Regions from separate parts of the Mustela erminea genome. Here region 2 is linked to region 1. The links are chromatin contacts, called in public Hi-C maps. All regions are on one chromosome and are shown on one strand. Each heading gives the region's core, a stretch centred on a gene start, on an enhancer-like site or on the middle of the called end of the contact. The rest is flanking DNA. Distances are from core to core; before and after follow the strand shown. Region 1 holds the start of SYVN1 (E3 ubiquitin-protein ligase synoviolin). Region 2 holds the start of POLA2 (DNA polymerase alpha subunit B).

The links. A called contact is a pair of places that touch in the nucleus more often than the background predicts.
Region 2: a contact with region 1 is called in a Hi-C map of spleen, with 6 times the contacts expected there. The contact joins the promoter of POLA2 here to the promoter of SYVN1 in region 1. A contact is called at or near these places in 2 of 3 Hi-C or Micro-C datasets (fibroblasts and spleen).

Annotation. Positions count from the first base shown.
Region 1 is chr9:107,076,023-107,080,111 of mMusErm1.Pri, reverse strand. It overlaps SYVN1 (E3 ubiquitin-protein ligase synoviolin), which reads left to right and starts at 1,725. Exons shown (of 16, transcript XM_032357259.1): 1 at 1,725-1,808; 2 at 2,657-2,805; 3 at 3,039-3,131; 4 at 3,222-3,374; 5 at 3,517-3,565; 6 at 3,990-4,089. The coding sequence starts at 2,674.
Region 2 is chr9:107,230,100-107,234,368 of mMusErm1.Pri, reverse strand. POLA2 (DNA polymerase alpha subunit B) reads right to left here and starts at 1,756. Exons shown (of 17, transcript XM_032358038.1): 1 at 1,299-1,756. The coding sequence starts at 1,377.

The sequences.
Region 1 (4,089 bases), core at 476-2,975:
TCACAAAGGCAGAGATTGTCATTATGTTCACTGATATCCTGAGTTCCTAGAACAGGCTGCATCTGACAGGTTTGCAGACAACTGAATAAATGATTTAATTACCAGTTTGGGTGTGGGGACAGATGGGAAAGGGAGAGGATGAACAAGATGCCCAGGTTTCTGAAGCCAGGGCAGGGGTGGAGGACTACGAACACTAAAATTAAAAAAAAAAAAAAAATAGATATTTCAGCTGGAGACCAGACCTGGGAGTCATCAGCACCTGGGTGGGAGTATGGAGTCCACAGGAGCAGAGGGCATTATGCAGAGAAAACAAACAGAAGGGACCACTATCTAGGACAGACGAGAAAGGACAGACAGAGGAGAGGATGCAGAGCCAGGAAGAAAAGCAGAGGCCTGTGGGATCACAGAATCTCACGTATGAGACTTCTTGGGAGAGAGGTTGAGTCAGGCACGAAGGGAAAGTTGACCGCTGGATGCAGTCACTAGAAAGTAACACATGGCCTTGTCGGGGAGCCAACTCTGTAACAGGTTACAGGCTAAACTTGTCAGGCCAATTCAGGAGGTGATGAAGGTGGCTGAGGCCAACAGGATGGGAATTTAGCGTCAGACACACCCAACGCCAATCCAGGAACACGTCTTGTTAGACCTCTGAACCTCCATTAATCCACGTACAAAATGAGAATGGCACCTCGTAGCCCATACGCTTTGGTGACTGCTACACGAGACGGAAGAAATGCAAGATACAAATTGGGTGTACTGGCTTCATTCTGTCAATGAGCAGACTGGTTTGGCTGCGATTGAGACACAAACTGAAATAATGCGCAGCTCAAGACCTGTTGTAGCTGCGGTTATGGCCGGGGAGCGGACAATACAAGGCAGAGCTGAAGACACAGGGAAACTGAAGTCGAGCCCTTTGCATAGAACACTATTCCAAATCAGCCGGTGTTAAAGATCTGCCTTCTTAGTCCTCTCTTTTGTGGCGCAGCAAACGTTCCCCTTGGGCAGACACAGATCACCCGCCCACGGACTGTACCCCCCTGCACCCCACCCCTCCCAGCCAGCTGTCCGCCCACCCGGCTCGGACCTAGACCTAGGCAACGCTGCCTTTAGCGCCTAGCAACCGCTCACCTGCTACGCTCTCTCCATAGGCCGGCCAGTCTCTTTCCTTTTTCTTATTGGTCCGCGTAACTCTATCTCGGCCAATTAGCAGCAGCCACGGGGACCCAACACACTCCCACACAATTTGGGGGTGATCATGAAGGAGCAAATTTTTCTTTTCTGAACCTAGTTCTCCAGGAAAGCATCTGATTTGCTGTGAAATCTTCTGGAGTGAGATTCTAAGACATTTTATTTCTCTTAAGCCCATAATGTCGGTCCCTGGCACACTCCCCCCCTCCAAATGGTACGGCCCGCACAAAGCCCCACCTTCCTCCCCTCCCTGGGAGCCCGAGTCCTCCTCTAGGCTGAGTCCGCTCTGAGACGGAGACGATACCATCTGGGACTAATAGTCGGGGGGACTCCAGCCACCTGCCGGGCTGCCCTATTCCGCTGCGACCACCTCTCGCACCTCTTGCTCCGGCCGTGGGCGCGACGCCTGGGTACAGTGGTGGGGCCACCGCTGTCGGCCCCACGGAGGGTGCGCGGTGCGGCCAACGGAAGGGTGCACTTGGTACGACCCACTCGGCGCCACGCCGGAAGTGAGGTGTCTCACTCCCGAAGTTCCGGCTCGCAGGGGGTGGGCAGTGTTGTTAACCGGAGCCGCCTCCGCAGTTGCGGGGATCGAGCGGGCTCGCGGCGCTGGGCTCCTGGTGAGTCGGCCGGGGTCGGGCCCGGGTTGTGGTTGGGAGTCGGGACCTGGGCCCTCCCCTTGAGGGCTCCGGGGTCGGCGCACCCCCTGAGCCCCGCTCGCGGCTTGTCAGCTGGTGGTGGACCTCAGGCGCCCGCGCGGCCGCTCTTCAGAGGCCGGGCCCCGCCTGCGACGCTCGCTGCTCCTGGCGATCACAGGTGCGGGGGCGCCCCGGGTCCCTCTCCGTGTCGCCGCTGCATCCCGGCGATCGGCCGTTTCTCCGCTGCCCCCGAGTGGACACTGCCCCGGGGGTTGGGGGGGACGCCAGGGTTCCAGGCTGACGTATCCTGCCCGCTCCCGCGGGGCGCGCGTGGCCGCTGCCCACCCTGGCCGAGCTGTCACCGGCGCTGTCGCCTGCCCACCTGCGCCCCCCAGCGCCTGGCTTCTCCCGATCCAGGCGGCACTTTCCTGCTTCTGGAGGTTTCTGCGTGTGCATCCTCCCCATCATCTTCACTTTAGAGGCCGTGGTAGCGGTTCCCTCTCCTGCAGCACGTTTGCTTCTCCTCGTGCCTCCCTAGAGGCGGCGGCTTGGCAGGCGGCGTGGAAAACCCTAGATTTGAAACAAGACTGACCCAGGCTCCAGACCTTGCGTCAGTGGGCTCGCTTAACCCCCCTTGAGCCTCCATTTTCTTATTTGTAAAATGGGGGCGCGTATGCTGTTCTTGGCGTCATGATTGTGAGGGTGAGGCGAGGCGGGTTTTGGGGTTTTTTTTCCCCCACTCCTATTTGGTGACACTGCGTGTCGGGCGGGGGGCTGGGTTTGCACCGTGTACGCATCACACAGGTGATTCCTTCCCTTTCCCCACGCAGGTCTCCAGGCCAGGGCAATGTTCCGCACCGCAGTGATGATGGCGGCCAGCCTGGCGCTGACCGGGGCCGTGGTGGCTCATGCCTACTACCTCAAGCACCAGTTCTACCCCACTGTGGTGTACTTGACCAAGTCCAGCCCCAGTATGGCAGTGAGTTCAGGGCTCAGGGTGGGGGGAATCTCCCTGGGCGGGGAGGCGGAGTCCGCTTGAGGCGGGGGGCGGAGTTAGAGGTCAGGTAAGTGGGAGAAAGGCCAAGTAGCCCACTAGCTGCCTGCCTTTTTATTAATTGGGATGGGGACATTGGTGGGGGGTTCCCAAATGAGGAGCCCCAGACATAGCAGAGCAGAAAGTGACCTCAAACCATAGCTTATTCTCACTCCTAGGTCCTCTACATCCAGGCCTTTGTCCTTGTCTTTCTCTTGGGCAAAGTGATGGGCAAGGTGTTCTTTGGACAGCTGAGGGCAGCAGAGATGGAGGTAAGATGTTCTTGACTCCAAAAGCGAGGGGCAGGGAGCTGGACAAGCAGAGTGTCTTGAGGTCCTCATCATTCCTTGTCCACCCCCCAGCACCTTCTAGAACGTTCCTGGTATGCTGTCACTGAGACTTGTCTGGCCTTCACCGTCTTTCGGGACGACTTCAGCCCCCGCTTTGTTGCACTCTTCACCCTGCTTCTCTTCCTCAAGTGTTTTCACTGGCTGGCTGAGGACCGTGTGGACTTTGTGAGTTGGGTTGAGGGCGTTTTCCAGAGCAGATGGGAGCCAGGGATTGGCTTGGTGGGTGGGCTTGGGCAGTGAAGTCCGGCTTGGGGATGTGGGGTAAGCCCCGGCCTTCCTGATGGGCCCCTTTTCTGCTCTGCCTCAGATGGAACGCAGCCCCAACATCTCCTGGCTCTTTCACTGCCGCATTGTCTGTGAGTGAGATCCCTGGGAGGGACGAGGAGGGAGCTGGAGGGACGAGAGGCTCTGTGGACGATCGGAACACGACAAGTCACTAACCGTGGTCCTGTACCCTAGAGCACAGGCATCCCCCTTGACCCACAGCTGTACAGGAAAGATAAATTTGGAAGTTAATTTGCATCACCTCTGTCCTGTTCCACCCCAGGGCTCCTCAGCTGCCCAGCCCCGAAGCCCTTGGCCTCCTCACCTGGAGCTCGGGCCGCTCTAATACCCTCCTAGGCAAAACTGCAGTTCCCAGGGGGCTGGGGTCAGTGGAGTGTGGCGCCTGACTAGATGGCTAGGGCCATGGTGGGCCGGAGGGTGGGGTCTTGAAGCAGGAGGTGGCCATCAGGCCCAGTGCTGACCCCACCAATCCCCCATTTGGGGGGGTCCCCACAGCCCTCATGTTCCTCCTTGGTACCCTGGACTTCCTCTTCGTCAGCCACGCCTATCACAGCATCCTGACCCGCGGGGCCTCTGTGCAGCTGGTGTTTGGCTT
Region 2 (4,269 bases), core at 507-3,006, 150 kb before region 1:
CCTGAGCTGAAGGCAGAGGCTTTAAACCACTGAGCCACCCAGGTGTCCCTCAACAGAGTATTTTAAATGTGGAGCAAGAACCACACTACTGTGCTATCAAGAGAAAAACTCTCATAGGGAGAAAAATAGAAAACATGTAAGAGGTTAGAATTACTGGAGCAATGTTCGTAAGAAGGTTCGAGAAGGAATGGGATTTAGGACTCTAGTGGGGGGGTCTGGATTTTACTAGGAATAGGGAGAATTTATTCATTGGAATAAGGCAGCAGGAGAGGTAGGTGTGAAGAAGTAATGGTGGAAGTTTTGTTTCTACTTTTTTGGTGAGAGAAGAAGTTCATCAGCTTTGAGTGGGACAGAAGGATCTTAAAGGAGAAGGTGGCAAACTTAAAAGTCCCACTGAGGTTAGTAATTATGAATTCAAAGACTAGAATTCTAACACCACTGCCAAAGTAGTTCTGTGAGATAAAAGCAACAGCATTTTGGAAAAGAATGCACTGGGCATAAGACCTTGGAGAATTCTGGTATCTCACGGAAAGTTAACATGTTTGCATTTCGGTTTTACACATTAAAAAGAAGTTCTAAATGTTGACGAATGGTTAGGGCAGGGGCACGTTCATCACGATTCTGAAACTGAGAACTCTACACCTCCCAAGACACTGCTTCTGACATCTCCCGCCCCATAGCCGGACCAGTAAGAGGGAGCACCCATACTCGAGGAGAGGAGACTGGGGTTCAGACAAGCCGTCTCCTGGTCTGTTTCAGCTTCTGTAAACAGCTGACAAGCTCCCTAGCGTTTTTATCAGAGCTAAAATTCAATTTGGGGAACCCACCTCAAGGGATCATATTTGCACAGACCACCAACAGCTCTGATGAGAAGTGATGGATCAGAAGTTTACAGCCAGGCTGGAAAGGGAGGAGCCACGAATAAAAAGTTACATTTCAACCCCCCCACGGCTCTTGTTCTGTTTTGGAGGCTTAAAGAATTTCACAACTCGCGCCACCAGGCCTAGTTGGATCCTGGCACCGCCCAATTCCACCTTTCCGAAACTGCGCGGGTTTAAAGTCGTGCTTCATACTCTTACTCTTGAGTTGGGATCCAAGCAGGACACTGCAAACGCTGCCAAGTCCCTACCCCCCATATCGCAAGACTTGGTTTAATTTTTCGTCTCCCAAACACCAAGAGGTCTGATCTAGGGGAGGGGAGAAACTTGGCTGCGTTCCCTTTGGGGTTCTAGGCGACTGGGAACACCCAGCGGGAGCGCTGATCCCGGCTGGGGGCGGCGCGGGGCCGAGGGACTCACATTTCTCGGTCAGAGCCGCCTCGCATTCTACGTCGAAGATCTGCAGCTCTTCCACCAGGCGCTGGGCGCACACGCTCATGGTGACCCCGCAGGGAAGCCGGGGGCCCGGCCCACCGAGCTCCGACCTGAGTTCCGGGAACCCACGGCGTGGAGACTGATGGGCAGGACGAGGTTCCTCGGATCCTGGGCACCCTCACAGAGAGCGAGACGGAAGAGGACCAAATGGCCCAAGCCCACCGGCGGTCGGAAGGCCCCGGCCTCAGCCACGGAGAAACACTTCTTTTTAATGTGGGAGGAGCCCCCAAGCGCCCGAAGGGAGGAAGCAGAAAGCTCTTTAACTCGCACTCCTGTGAGAACGTCCTGCTCCCTAAAAGCTACCGCGGAGCACCTCCAGGACTGGGACAGAACAGCTCAACCAGCGAAAACCCGCCAAATGGTTTGCACGGCGCGCGCATGCGCAAGACGGGTTAAACCCCGCCCCTTCCCTTCTGCTTCCTTCTTGTTCCCAAACGTCGCGCGCCCCCGCGCGTCCAAGGGCGCGTGCGCACAAACGCCGACACGCCCGCCCGTGCGCCCGACGGTCCGCCTACCTCATGGCGGCCGCGCAGTTGTGTCTCATAAGGCGCCGAAGTTGGGCTCAGGCGCGCGTTGTCTTTGGCCCGCATCCCTTAAATCGCGTCTGGGTGCCAGCCGTGGTTGCCTATATTTTGGCACCGCCTGCTGGGCCAAGCTCCGTGACCCAGGCTCGTCACCTTTTTGTCCTGTGGTTTGGTGCGCAGGCGCTGCTGTGCACACACCCGCAACCTCCCAGAGCCGCTGTGCCCAGCGCGAGTTTCCGTCTCTGTCCTGGTCTGCACTCGGCCTGCCCTCACTTATCTTAAAAAAGTGGTTTTGTTAGGGAATCCGGTTGATTATCTTCAATGGTTATCAGCTTGGGCCCGGCCACAGGGTTAGATCTGTTTTCTAAACCTGGGGCACTTTGGTGGAAAGGTGAGGTTATGCCTTTGTTCGGTGTACTACGTTAGGTTTGGATGCCTTTGGGATTTCCCGGTGGAAATCCCAGTTCCCGGTGGGCGACTGAAAACTTGGGAGTGAAAATGGTTCACTAAGAGGGAGAGAGTGGAAGTAAAATGAAAAGGTGGCCTTCCCCTTGAAGTTTCTCTTAAGTCTTTGAGCTGTTGGCTCAGCTTGGAAAAGTAATCTTAGACATCGTGTTCCCCTGGTATACTGGTAGGATCTTTCTAGAAAAGTTTGCGAGTATATATGAGGAGCCTGGAAGATGTTCATTTGCTCTTGACTCAGCATTTCTTATCCTAAGAAAACCCGCCAAAATCCAGGCAAAGTTTTGGGTACACAGATGTTTGCGGTAGCTTCATTGACAACATTAAAAATGCACACTGTTCCAACAAACAAAGATAGGGGCTAACTAAGGAAAGTATGGGGTTTTACCAAAGCAGTGATTCCCAAGACTGCACCAGAGATCAAAGACTTCTAGGGGACACCTCAAGGAATGAGATGAGGGACGGGCCAGGCAGAGCCAGAGCACCCTGTCTTAGCTTCAGCCAGACAAGGTAGAGCCGACCTTAGTCTGCTTCCCCATTCAAGGGTGGGTGGAGAGGGAAAATCTTCACTCTCCCCTAAGGCCTCTACTGGTAGGTACAGAGGGCAGAGGGTAGGAGTGGTTCTCCTGGGTGCAAGCAATAAAGGGTGTAATCATTTTCTATTGTTATGTAATGATTTATCGCGAACTTAGTGGCTTAAAACAACATCCACGCAGTACCCCAAGCAACGTTCTGTAGGTCAGCTGTCTGGGCAAAGCAGGTCTTCATGTTTCCATTCTCTGCTCAGTGAGGCTGAAACCAAGGTGTTGCCAAGCTGGATTCCTTTCTAGGGGTTTCTTCAACCTGCCAGAGGAACTCTGTTTTTAAAAGGCTCTTGTGCGCGCCTGGGTGGCTCAGTGGGTAAAGCCGCTGCCTTCGGCTCGGGTCATGATCTCAGGGTCCTGGGATCGAGTCCCGCATCGGGCTCTCTGCTCAGCAGGGAGCCTGCTTCCTCCTCTCTCTCTCTCTGCCTGCCTCTCTGCCTACTTGTGATCTCTCTCTGTCAAATAAATAAATAAAAAATCTTAAAAAAAAATAAAATAAAAGGCTCTTGTTATTAGGTCAAGTCCACCCAGATCATTGCCCTTTCTTAAGGCCAAATGATTTGGTACTATAAATTACATCCACGAAATACCTTTACATAGTGTTTGCTTAGTGTGAAGAGGGCACTGTTCTTCCATAAAAAGACTCAGTAGAGCGTGAAAAAGAAAAATTAAAGGCAAAAGAGGAAGTCATCAAATGTCTGGAACTATTCTGAAATAGGTAAGGCCTTCCATGTTGGGTATAGTTTCCTTTCATGATAAAAATAAATGCTAAAAATAATGTAGTAGAGAAGAGGAAGATTTAAATCATCTGCTCTCAGTGTCAAATAGACTAGGTCTGACCCCAGCTGTCCTCCCTGTCAATCCTTTCCTGAATTAGTTGCCTGTTACTGTCTGGAGGTGGGTGATGGGGGCCAGTTGTCAAAAGACTGATGCTCGTGTTTTATAGAAAGCTTTCAAGAGCTTGTCAATACTCTTTCTCTAGAATGTGCGATTATTTGTCGTATGTTATACTCAGATAACAGGAAAAATCTCATTCCACATCCTGTTACAAATGCTTAGTGGTCATTTGGATTTCCTTTTCTGCAGCTGGCATGTATGTCTACATCCTTTGTCATTGGCCTTTTATGACCAAGTAGCAGGAGCTCTTTGTATATCATCGACCAAAGGTAGCAAATTATGGCCCTTAGACCAAAACTGGCCAGCTGCCTGTTTCTGTAAGGCCTTCTAGTTAAGAGTATTTTTTACATTTTTAAGTGGTTGGAAAAAATTTAAAAAAAGTATTTTGAGATGTATGGAAATGATATGAAATCCAAATTTCAATATGCA